Regions from separate parts of the Mus musculus genome. Here regions 1, 2 and 4 are each linked to region 3. Evidence: chromatin contacts called from public Hi-C and promoter capture Hi-C data. All regions are on one chromosome and are shown on one strand. Each heading gives the region's core, a stretch centred on a gene start, on an enhancer-like site or on the middle of the called end of the contact. The rest is flanking DNA. Distances are from core to core; before and after follow the strand shown. Region 1 holds the start of Rpa3 (replication protein A3). Region 2 holds the start of Mios (meiosis regulator for oocyte development). Region 3 holds the start of Tmem106b (transmembrane protein 106B). Region 4 holds the start of Glcci1 (glucocorticoid induced transcript 1).

Region 1 (2,849 bases), core at 298-2,797, 4.8 Mb before region 3:
ATACAAGTGTAATCTTCACATTTCCACCCCCAAATCAGAAATAATAAGAAACCCCAAAAAATTAAATATGAGAGCATATCACTTAAAACATACTGGCTCCATCAATTCAATGGTTCCATTTTTTCCTTCTCCATCTGAAAGAATAAACATTTTTCCAGTGGGATGAATCTAAAAAAGGAAATCAAGACAAAAAGCCATAGATTTAGAAAACAGAATCTACAGAAATGAATATTTAAAAGATTCCCTGAAGTTTCATTTGGTTGAATATAAAGTAATAGGGGTTTTGGACAGTTTATTTGGTTCAAGTTATAATCTTATTACCTGATCAGATGATTGTAAGCCCAGTTAATTTTGAATTTCTAATAAACAACAAATATTTGCTTAGTGTTTTGTGTGGTTTCTTTTATTTGCAAAAGACACTTGGTACACTAAAACTAAACGAGGCTTTCACTGTCTAATGAAATTCTGCCAACATTCTTGATTTAGTACATCTCACAGAATACCTTCTTTTTGAGGGGTTGTTTGTTTGTTTGTTTTCGAGACAGGGTTTCTCAGTATAGCCCTGGCTGTCCTGGAACTCACTCTGTAGACCAGGCTGGGCTCGAACTCAGAAATTCACCTGCCTCTGCCTCCCGAGTGCTGGGATTAAAGGCGTGCGCCACCACCGCCCGGCTCAGAATACTTTCTTTTAAAATTAAGAACGATGATCTAAAAGAACTGGTTGCCAGATCTGAGGAAGACTTCCCTTGAAACTGAGCTCTGCCACTCGATGTGAGGTTTGAGCAGCTCAGTCAGCCTACCTGTTTAGTTAGAAATTCTTTTCCCTTAGAAAATGTGTGAATGAAATGACCTAGCAGGTAAGTCCTTACAGAGGATTTTCTTTCCCTCGGCACTCTCAATTTCTGGGCCTTTGGGCTTAATTTTTACCTATAGGAAGGACGAGGCTGCAATCTAAGACTGGGCTAGATACAAGGTATCTATAGAATATGGGAGGGGCTATCAAGAAATGTTTCATAGGGAGACGACTGCAAAGTAGAAAAACTAGGCCCATAAATAGAGACGGCTGCAAAAGACAGGGAAGCAAGAAGCTAAGTCTGGCTAAAACAAAAACTCGAACAACAGACAGAGGAGCCAGGTTTGTAAATACCTTCCTGGTAAATAAAGAAAGGGGGCGCGGAGCGCTTGGATCTAAAAGGTCATTCCAAACAGTTTTGGGGACATAAAAGAAGCGGCACCAAAATGTTGCTGCAATGGCTTAGCAGTTTCCACAAGCTCTTCTTGTGAAAACTACAGCAAGCTGGAGGGCAATGCTGCTTAAAGGTGACCTGCTCCCAGCCTCAGCTCCCGACCCCGCAGTCCTTCCCGAGTGGCCGTGGTCCCGTCCTCTCGCCCGAACCCGCATGCACCTTTTCCAGCTTCCCCACGAAGCACACGGGCCGGTCGATATACTGTGGTAACATGCTGGCGTTGACGCGCGCTTTGGGGAGCTGCATTATGTCCTCCATGATTCTGCCGCCAACACTCGCAACCCGCAGGAAAGCAGAAAATGATTGACGCCCAGCGGGCGGCCGCGCCAACCCGGGCAGATTTCCCGAACACCAATCAGAGGAGACGTACGCTCCAGACCCACCAATCAAATCCACGGGAGCATCTGGTTCGCTCGCACCGGGCTGGCGGAGGGGCTCAAGGCTTCCGGAAGTACTGGTAGACTGCCTAGTGACGCGCGGCGTTCCGGAAGTCACTGGGGCCGAAACCCGGCGGGCAGTGGAGGCGGGACTTAGAGGGGCGGGGGCTGAGGCCTGGGACCCGGGATCTGGAGCGGCCGAACGTCGACTTGACCCCGGAAGTAAGCTGAAGGACCGTGGTGGGTGGCGAGCTGCGGGCTGCGGCGGAGTCTCAGGTAGCTTTCTTGCGGGAGGTGTCTGGATCTCCGCGCCTCTCTCCTCCCGAGGGCTGAACCGTCGGGGTGGTGGGCGGAGTCGGGCTCCTGGTCCCGGAATGCCGCGGTGCGGGCACTGACAGTTGCCAGCTTTTGCGCGGGTGGCGCGGGTGCGTGCCTAACCTGGGGTTTGGGGTTTTTATTTTTGAGCCAGTTCTACCTGTAGAGAACCATCGTCAGTCTTTACCCCTCCCTCAGGAGGTTGTTGCTAGGAGACGTTGTGTAACGGACCTGCCTGCTTTACCCACTGGCAGCAAGAGGTGCTGCCCCTCTCTTTACCTTGGACCTTTTGCTAGCCTTGGCGGTGTGGAGGTGTCCATTTCCTCACCTCCTGGGTGCTGGCGTGCATTGGGGCTCCGGTAGAGGAGGACCCCCGGGAAGGACTAGAGATGACAGGCTTCACCAGCTGTTGGACCCAAGCTAGTGCTCCTCCACTGGCGTCACATTTTCTCTTTCTGCAAATGAGGGGTTGACTGCTTTGTAAGGTGCTAGATAACTCTAATTTTGGGTTGTAATACTATATCTAGTTCCCCGAAGTACTCAGAGCTGGCTGTCTGAAAGACAGTTTATTCCAAGATTTGAAGAAAATTGTCGGATGTGTTTCTGGTTCAGAAAATGACTGGATGCTGGTGGCTGTTGATTTTAGTAATTTCACCAGCAAGGGATTGGTACTGAGAAATTTCAAAATGAACGCACATAAAAATACCTTCAAAAGAGGTTGCAGAAATTAAAACATAATTTTAATTGCGTCTCATAATTATGTGGAACAGTGTCTGGATTTTTCTAAAGCCAAAGACTTATTAACCTTCAAATTCAGGGCTAATAACTCAGTTCCAATAATTCAGTTCCAATGTAGCCTGCTGTTGCTGCCTTAAGTAATAAAATACAAAGATCTGGTTCCATCTATTTA
Region 2 (2,861 bases), core at 124-2,623, 4.9 Mb before region 3:
ATATATATATATATATATATATATATATATATATATACACACACACATATGTATGGAAAGACAGACAGACATAAGAGAAAGTTATTTTCATGTAGCTAGCCTAGCTCAAACTCAGTATATTGTTGAGTCTATCTTTTAATTCTTTGATCCTTCTGCTTCAACCTCGGGAGTGTTGATATTATAGACGAACACTACCATACCCAATTTTAAAAACATTTTGATCTGTGGTGGTTGAACCTGCACAGGCAGAGCTAGAGGATCTGGAGGGCCAACAGCACTATAATAAATCATATGTGAATCTCTCTCTCTCTCTCTCTCTCTCTCTCTCTCTCTCTCTCTCTCTCTCTCTCATGCTTATAAGCATGATTTGTCAATACCTACATGTTAAGACAAAATGGAGTGATTGATGTATTGTGATGTATTGTAGTATGCTGCTACTTGGTAAGGGTCACTTGAAGGTGAGCACTGACAGACAGATCTGATGGCCCAGATTGCAGCTTGGGTACACTGTGACTATGGGTAGTTGAATGATGTTCAGGATCGGACTGAACAGGACTCAGAAAGATTTCATAACATTCTAAAATTCAAATTTAGGTGTTCTTTAATTCGAATCGTTCACCTAATATTTTCAGGCTTTGACTGGTCAGTGGTTACTGAGACTTCATAAGCAAACTCACAGGTAAATGAGAGACTTGCTTTCCCATTGCTGTATCCTGTTTCCTGACACAGTATTCAGTTCTAGAAGGCCTTTCTCTTCCAGTTGTTTCCGTCTTTAACTTTTCTGTGACCAATCCATGTTTGTCTTTCTTAGTCTAGTGATCCTCAAGGAAGTTCTTCTGATGCCCCACCCAACCTGAGGGAGGTGCTCTCCCAGGTAGCTTAAAAAAGCCATCACTCTTTTGTCCTGTTTCCTACAAGGGTCTTTTTTTTTTTTTTTTTTTTTTTTCTCATTCCTATATCCCAACACGGTGTGACTCAACAAGGCATTCATGACCTCTTTTTGGAATAACTGAAATCGAATTATGAGCCCCAAATCCTTAAGTTTTTACGAAATCGCCCATCCTCTCTGTTCAGTGGAAATTAAAATGTCTCACATATGCTAAAATGTGTGTACCACCACGACCATGGTAGCTGGCTTCAGAGAAATAATCAAATTCCATGAGAGCAGGGTTAAAGAATGGCTGGCTTGCTGGAGAGGGGTCCCGGGGCAGGGCCCACACTGGGCGGAGCGCTCGAGAGGGAGGCGGGGACTCTAGGTTGTGGCCCTGCCCACAAGAGGGCGACGGAAGGGGCTCAACTCAAGCGCGGAGCGCTCGGGAGGAAGGCGGGGTCTCCGCGCGGCGGCCCCGCCCCGGGGCGGTGCCGGGCGAGGGGAAGGCGGGGCTCGCGGCGAGGAGGTCTGCTTCGGAGGCGGCAGGGTGGTTTGGTCGGGGGCCCAGCGGGTGGCCCGGGTCACCGCCCGTGCTTCGGCGGCCATCTTGCCCGCGCCCGTCTCCCGCGGCGGGAGGGGCGGCGTACAGGCCGGAAACGTCTGTGTGGCGACAGGCCACCTCCTCAGGTCAGTGAGTGCGGCCCGGAGCGGGTGTCTGCGTGAGGCCCGGGGTGGCAGCCGCGGCCGCTTCCTCAGAGCCTCGCCGGCGGGTGGCGTTCCGCTCGATCAGTGCGATGGTCACGGCACCGGGCTGCTGGCGGGCCTCGTGTGGAGCCTTGGGGCGTCCCGCGGCCGCGTGGCGACCGTCCTCCGTGCGGCCGCGCCGGGAGTGCGGAGCCGCGTCCCCCGCCGCCCAGCGGCTCAGCCAGGTGTCTGGACCGTGGGAGTCACGATCAGATTCCTGGTTTACCCGGAATAACAACACGATGAGTTCCAGTTGTACCCAATCAAATCCTTGTTAAAGGGCCTGTCACCCCCGTGAGCTCTGTTCCCTACCGACACGAATAATGCAAATTCCTTGAGAGGAATGGCTCAGCAAACGACTGCTCTTGTTGGCTTTTTTGAATAACTATAGTTTAACGAAAATATAGATGCGCAATGTCTTGTGGAGATGGTAGTACTCCAAATTTCCTGAAACTGCTATCGTTTACTTAGCGCGGAAAGAAAGACGACAGACCATATAATTGTATGTTTTGCGTTATGACAGTGTTTTGAATGTGTGCCCAGTTGCCACGTGGGGTTAAGATGCTTTGTAAGTGTATAGACTGGATTCCCAAGATTTAATAAAAATATAAAAACTTTCGTATTTTTTACAGTGTTGTATATTTTAAATTATTTCTTATTTGATAGGTTAAATTAAAAGATATTCTAAATTTCGTTTGCTACTTCTGAAATGTGCCCGCTAGAGAATTATAAGTGGTGGTTCACTAAATTTCTTTTGGATAGTGTTACCCATGTTCTGGTGGTGACTTGTGGGGAACCATTGAAGGGAAATGAACACTGACTAAATTTGAAGGTGAGGACCTAAATTATTGCCATCTCTTAGCCCCTCCATGGATTTGGCAGTTGTCTCCAGCATCTGAAAGCATTCACTTCCAGGACTGGTTGAAAGAACTAAATAGGGACAACAACATCTGTATGAAGCAGAGAACTCAACTGTGATGAGTTGGTGTTAGAACTTTGTGTGGTGGAAATTACTTAGATGTTACCCAAGTCATAAGGGACTTGTAATCGTCTAAACTAATAAGTGCATGAAAGACTTTCTGAGCCCTTACTGGTTTTTGTTGTTGTTTGCTTGTTTTGTTTTTTGCTGTCCTCCGTATTTATATTATGTATGTTAATAAGCAAGGACCCATTTGTATAGAGTGTTAGATTTCTTAACAGGATGGTTATAGACATACTGGTTTTCTAGGGCCATCTTTGTAATGTG
Region 3 (3,018 bases), core at 180-2,679:
TCTCTGATGTCGAACTCTAAGCTCCTCCAGTATCATGTCTGCCTGGTTGCTGCCATGTTTCCTGCCAGGAGCATAACGGGCTAAACCTCTGAAACTGTAAGCCAACCCCAAATAAATGTATTCTTTATAAGAGTTGCCATGGTCTACTTCGAAGCTATTGTTAACTCTATTGAAATCCTAAGAAACTGGTTACACACTGCACACAACTTTACTTTAGAATTCTCATTATAATTTAGGATGAATCTCACAGAGTGAAATTGCCGGACCTAAGGAGGTGAATGTTTTAAATAGTCTTAAAACATCCTGCTTATGTAGATGGAAAATACACAGCTCTCACCTCAAAAGGACAAAGAGTTTATTCTAAAGCCAATATGAGGAACCATGACCTGAAAACAAAGACTTGGGCTATTCCAAATACCAATGTCCCAATGTGATAACAATTTCATGAAACTTTTATATACATAGAAGATGGTCATAAATCAAAATACTTTCCAAATACATACAAGGCAGTTTAGAAGAGCGGGACAAAATTGGGAGCTCCTCGCCCAGTGCAGTTGCTTTTTTCCAGTAGAGAAGGAAAAAAAAAAAAAAAAAAAAGAAAAAGAAAAAAAAAAAAAAACACAATTAAGAGATGCTTACTTCCCAGTTATAACTCTGTTAATTTTCTAGGAATTTCACCAGAAACCCCATTTATAGGGAAGCTATTAAACTCCTTTAGCAACCGCATCTGTTCTTGCTTTCAATTTTATCTTATTATAATCCCATCCAGGAATCTTATGAGCCACTTAATACATCTTGATTATCAGGAAGACAGAAAAGAGGTCATAACAACCTTTGACTATAACACTGGCGAGCCACTAAAATGAGCCACTGTAGCCTCAACTCACTGTAAATTATGACTGGACAATGAGGTGCATGGATTGGGACACTCCTTTAACAACTCACTTGGTCATGAGCTTTGGGGTACAACTCTTATTGCATGCACTGAATAATGTGAATTTAAGTACAAAATCAAAACAAGATTAAACCAAGGCGGGGGCGGGGGTGCGTCTTCCCGGTGACATTAATTTCTAAATGAAAACTCAATAACAAAATTCTGGCCTGCAACTCTGCCAGAAATGTGCACCAACCGGCTCATTCTAACCCCAGGAAGGAAGTTTTGTGTCTGCAAATCTAGACTTGAGAACACGATCGCTCAAAATTGCGACGGTGCACATTCCTCCCCTTTACAAAAGGAATCAGCCTGGTGGAGGGGAAAAGGGAAAACCGATTATTCGTAAGCCAGGCGCAATTAGTACTATTTTGAAACTTTCCAGTCTAGAGAAGAGACAGGTGACAAAACCAGAAGCTTTCACCCTGGCAACTTCCCTTCAAACCGGTGACAGTGCGCATGCGTAGTGTCCATTCCAGGGCCTAGCCCCTCCTTCCTGGGGCGAACTGCGCAAGCGCACGCGCAGGCTCTCCCGGTACGGAGCTCAGCTGATGCAGTTGTTGTGCTACCCCTCCCCCGCAGCTCTCCCGGCTGCACTCTACCGGCGCTCGGCCCGGCCCCGGGACCGGGACGCTGTGACCCTGTCCTGCGGCCCGCACGCACCGGAGCATCCCGGGACCGCGCAGCACTCCGCGTGCGGGTGAGCGACCCGGGCCGTGGGGCCCACGTCCCCTGCCCGAGCGGTGAGGGAGGCCGCGGCGAGCCGGGTGCGGGGTTGTCACCGCGGGGGCCTTGGCTTCGCTCCCGGGGTGGCTCGGGCGGCGCCAGGGCCCTTGATCTGAGCGGCCGAGTAGCTCTGGGGCTTGACAGTTGTAGTTGCAAGGTGACTCGGATGTTGATTTCTTCCGGGGGTTTGTTTGCCTGTGATGCCCTTTGAAAAGCGCTCGTTTCCGTCTCCCTTGAGCCCCTCAGAACTAACCCCAGGTCTGCACACAAACAGGTGACACATCTCAGTTGCATGCGCTGCTGAATTTATCTTTTTCCCAGTTTCTAGAGCATCTGAGAACCGTGTTGAGTTCACAAGACCGCGGTATAAACATTGAGAGCCCGGGGAGGAGACGAAGGGGATCTACCACTCCCTTTAAAAACCTCAAGTAAGTTTCCAAAATGACAGGGGTTACACTTGTCAATAGCCTCAAGAAAAGCTAAGCAAGAAGGCTAGGATTCAAGTGACTGCTTAATCTGGTGTGTACCCAAACCCACCTTCAGCAGAATATGTCAAGGTTACTGTGGGTCTGAGTAAGGCAGCCAGCGGAGACCAGAACCACTTAGCTGTCCCTAGCCTTTTGCCATAAAGGCTCCCATTTGTGGGACACAGTTTTCACCCCTGTGATGACACCACGTGTTGTCTAGTGTCAGCTGATTCTAAACCACCCTGTGTACTCCAAAGCTTCCAAGGTCACAGTGTAAGGAGCCGGTACTGATTACAATTCACCCCTGTGCACCTGTGGCTGCCAAGTGTTGGCTTGGCTCTGACTCGCTGTCATTGAGCCACAGTAAGATACTGTGTGTGTGTAAGTCACAATCACTGATATTTCTGAGCTATGGTACACAGTGTGTACACAGAACTTCTGAAAGTATATTTATTCATTTTTTTTTACTCCTTTTCTATATGACTCAAGTTTTTAAATTTAATATTGCTGTCTACACAGTGAGTGAATTCAACAAGTAGCATTCAGATTTTGAAAAGCAGATATGAATTTCCTTCATCTGGGGTGACCTGAATCACTTAGTATCATTTTATTTTTTAATGAAAAATATTAAATTAAAAGTAGTATCTGTGATTGTGTAGTTCGTATTTTGAATCTGATAAGTGATGGATAACCGCAGGGAGAATGGAATTGTACCATTTAAAATTTTTGTTTGCTTTTTCTATTATTTTGTCTCTCAGAAAACCGGCATGTTGTATTATGTGGCTTTTCATGTTCTTTTCAGTCATGTACTTCTAGGGTTTTATTGACAACTAAAGGAGTATGAATTTAAGTGAGTGAAATGAGTCACTTTGAAGTTAGCTGGTGATATACATA
Region 4 (2,925 bases), core at 169-2,668, 4.6 Mb before region 3:
TAAAGCATAGAACTATGACTAATATAGTAGGATATAGTACTAGATGCTATTTTTTGTATTTTGATTAGGCATCATCAATATTTTTTCTAAACAACAATTTACTGTGCTTCTTATTTTTTCTTATTTTTTTAAAAATTTTCATTTAATTTCATTTAATTTCTGTCTGACCACACAGGGAAGCAGAGAAAGGTGGCTCCTCTGAGTGAAACTGATCATTTAGTGCCTGGAATCAGGAAGCTTGCCAGTGTGGGCAGACACCAGGCAGACGCCAATCTGACACGCCACTTCTTTATTTTGTAAAATCTTATGTTTTTGTTTATCTCATGTGAATTAATAGGAGGTATCTGATGTAGAGCTTTAACTATTCCTGATTAGGGTTTTATATACTTTCTTATGCCCATCTAAAATCTTCGTACTTCTCATTTTCCTTGCAGAAGAATAACCCCCAGTGCCATCACACAGAGGAAATGACCACAATGAATTGTTACATTATGCCTGGTCTTTCTCCCAAGAGACCATCAGCTCCGGGGTAGTAAACTAGGTGCTCTCCATTAATAAATCTGATGATGCGATGCTGTAAATTTTCTTGTTGACGTGTACAATTCAGAATGTGATGTTCTCCACCCTACCCTGTAACGACAAACAGGTTGTAATGGCAGGTGCATTTTGTTCAATGTAGCATCCATACACTAATCCTGAAGTTGTTTTGATTCACAAGGCGACTAGGACACTTAAAGACATTTCTAAGATTAAAAGGGTTAAGGATCCTTCACTCAGCTTTAACTAAAACATCTCACCGGATGCAGGTGTATTTGCAAAATTAGTTTGGCTTCAGCGTCCTCAGCCCCAGGTTGTAGAGAGCACTGGAGGGTGGAATCCTTGTAACTTGCTTATCGCAGCGCGCGCGTGTCTTTGGGCGTCGGAGTCCGCGCAGGGCACGTATGGACCCACTTTTCTAACCTGACCCTCACCTCAAAGCCTGTCAACTCTTAAGTCCCTCCCTCCGCGCGAGGCCCGCCTCTCTCATCCACTTCCATGCTCCGCCCCCAGAGCGGAAACGTGGTACTGTAATTGGCCGAGTCTCCTCTCACTCCGACAATACAACCATTCCTTGGCATCCCGGAGTAGGGTGGCGCTGCCAATCACAGCGCTCGCAGCCGCAGGAGCCGGGTCCGGAACGCCCAGAGGCGGGGCCGGAGGCGGGGCGCCGACACAGGATTAGTTGCCATTCCGAGTGAGAAGCGGGTCGAGGTGGCGGCGGCAGCGGCGGCGGCGTTTGCGGTGGCGCGGGTTACGCGCAGCGCGAGGCGCCTCGAGGCCCCTTTCTCTCCTCCGAGGCTAAAGTCCCGGCGCTGCCCGTGGTCGCCGAGTCGTGTCGCGCGGGCGACCCCCCGCGAGGGCTGAGCAGCCGCGGGAAGCGGGCGAGTGCCCTGTCAGCGCGATGCCCGGGGCGGCGGCGGCGGCGGCCATGGGCTCGACGCGGGCTCTGCCGTGAGCGCCCCGCAGAGCGCCGCGGGGCGGTTGAGCCGTTGGACGTTGGCCGTCGCGGCGTCCCCTCCCCCTCGGCGGCGGGGTGCGCGTCGGAAGGGGAGCCCCGCGGCTCCGCCCCTCCCCGCCCCTCCCCCGTACACATCGCACGCACCGCGGCGCCGGCTCCCACACGCTCGCTCGCGCGCCCGCCCGCCCGCCCGCCCGCGGAGCCACCATGTCCACTGCGTCCTCCAGTTCCTCTCAGACCCCTCACTCCGCGCCGCAGAGGATGCGGCGCAGCACCGCGGGCTCCCCGCCCGCCGCTGCCGGGAGCGGGACGGGGCCGGCCGGGAGCTGCGCACCGGCTGCGGGAGCCGGTCGGCTGCTGCAGCCCATCCGCGCCACGGTGCCCTACCAGCTCCTGCGGGGCAGCCAGCACAGCCCCACGCGCCCGGCCGCCGCCGCCGCCACCGCCGCCGCCGCGCTCGGCAGTCTCTCCGGGCCCGGAGGGGCCCGCGGCCCCAGCCCGTCCAGCCCGACTCCACCGCCGGCCGCTGCCCCAGCCGAGCAGGCGCCTCGCGCCAAGGGCCGCCCGAGACGGTCCCCCGAGAGCCGGCGGAGGAGCAGCTCACCTGAGAGACGGAGTCCCGGCTCGCCCGTGTGCAGAGGTAGCGAGCCCAACCCTCCCGTCCTCCCGGGCTGCGTCTCCCCGACGGTGCCCTGCGTGGAAAACTTCAGCCTCTCCGGGCTTCTGTTTGCTAGTGCATTACCGAAGGTGTGAAAGTGGCTTTGGGAATCTCACCCCCCACCCTGAGGTCGCTGCAGGGCTTGGAGGAGCGACCTGGAAATCAACTTTTATCCGACCCTCACACCGCCACTCAGATTTTATCTTGCATCCCTCGCCTGCAAAAGAAAAGTGTTTCGGTTTAATAGCTTATTAGCTTTCTGTGTTTGGAGCCGGGCAAGGAGGAGCCGTGTGAAACCCTTAAACACGCACACAAACTCTCTAGCGGGGCATAAGGTGGTAGTGGTAATCTCTGCAGCCTTTGTGCTTTCCCACAAAGTTCTTGTCTGGAGTATGTTTGTGTTTTGGAGACTTGATGGCGGTAGTTAGGTTGTTAGAATATCCTTTGCATGTGTAGGGGAGGCAGTTTAAAGTGTATGCTGTTTATCCATCCTCTCCTCTACTTTATATAGTCATGTATTAGATCACTACTGCACTACAAATGGCTTATGCCGGAATGGTGGTTTTCGTGGTGAATTTCTTAAAGCCTGTTTGTGGAGTGTGTTCACTTTTTCCTTGCATCTTTAAGTATACTTAGCAGTTCAGCTGAGCTGTGTAGAGAGATCTCCTTTCTTTTTTGTTAGGTATCAAAGGTAATGGTGAGTGGGAGGATGTTGTGGACTCCCCTTAATGTTTTCTGTTTGGGTTTGGTTTTGTTTATGCCTAGGGAC

The links. Promoter capture Hi-C pulls out the DNA fragments that hold promoters and counts their contacts. A called contact is a pair of places that touch in the nucleus more often than the background predicts.
Region 1: a contact with region 3 is called in a promoter capture Hi-C map of pre-B cells, with 4 times the contacts expected there. The contact joins the promoter of Rpa3 here to the promoter of Tmem106b in region 3. A contact is called at or near these places in 1 of 39 promoter capture datasets (pre-B cells) and 1 of 484 Hi-C or Micro-C datasets (CD4 T cells).
Region 2: a Hi-C map of CD4 T cells shows a contact between it and region 3, with 3 times the contacts expected there. The contact joins the promoter of Mios here to the promoter of Tmem106b in region 3. A contact is called at or near these places in 1 of 39 promoter capture datasets (pre-B cells) and 1 of 484 Hi-C or Micro-C datasets (CD4 T cells).
Region 4: a promoter capture Hi-C map of pre-B cells shows a contact between it and region 3, with 3 times the contacts expected there. The contact joins the promoter of Glcci1 here to the promoter of Tmem106b in region 3. A contact is called at or near these places in 2 of 39 promoter capture datasets (cranial neural crest and pre-B cells).

Annotation. Positions count from the first base shown.
Region 1 is chr6:8,257,594-8,260,442 of GRCm38.p6, forward strand. Rpa3 (replication protein A3) reads right to left here and starts at 1,548. Exons shown (of 4, transcript NM_026632.4): 1 at 1,407-1,548; 2 at 94-168. The coding sequence starts at 1,505. Umad1 (UMAP1-MVP12 associated (UMA) domain containing 1) reads left to right here and starts at 1,695. Exons shown (of 4, transcript NM_001302354.1): 1 at 1,695-1,900.
Region 2 is chr6:8,207,854-8,210,714 of GRCm38.p6, forward strand. Mios (meiosis regulator for oocyte development) reads left to right here and starts at 1,374. Exons shown (of 12, transcript NM_145374.2): 1 at 1,374-1,558.
Region 3 is chr6:13,068,330-13,071,347 of GRCm38.p6, forward strand. Tmem106b (transmembrane protein 106B) reads left to right here and starts at 1,430. Exons shown (of 9, transcript NM_027992.3): 1 at 1,430-1,631; 2 at 1,979-2,085.
Region 4 is chr6:8,508,182-8,511,106 of GRCm38.p6, forward strand. It overlaps Glcci1 (glucocorticoid induced transcript 1), which reads left to right and starts at 1,419. Exons shown (of 8, transcript NM_133236.3): 1 at 1,419-2,138. The coding sequence starts at 1,706. It overlaps A430035B10Rik (RIKEN cDNA A430035B10 gene), which reads right to left and starts at 980. Exons shown (of 2, transcript NR_040452.1): 1 at 798-980; 2 at 1-630.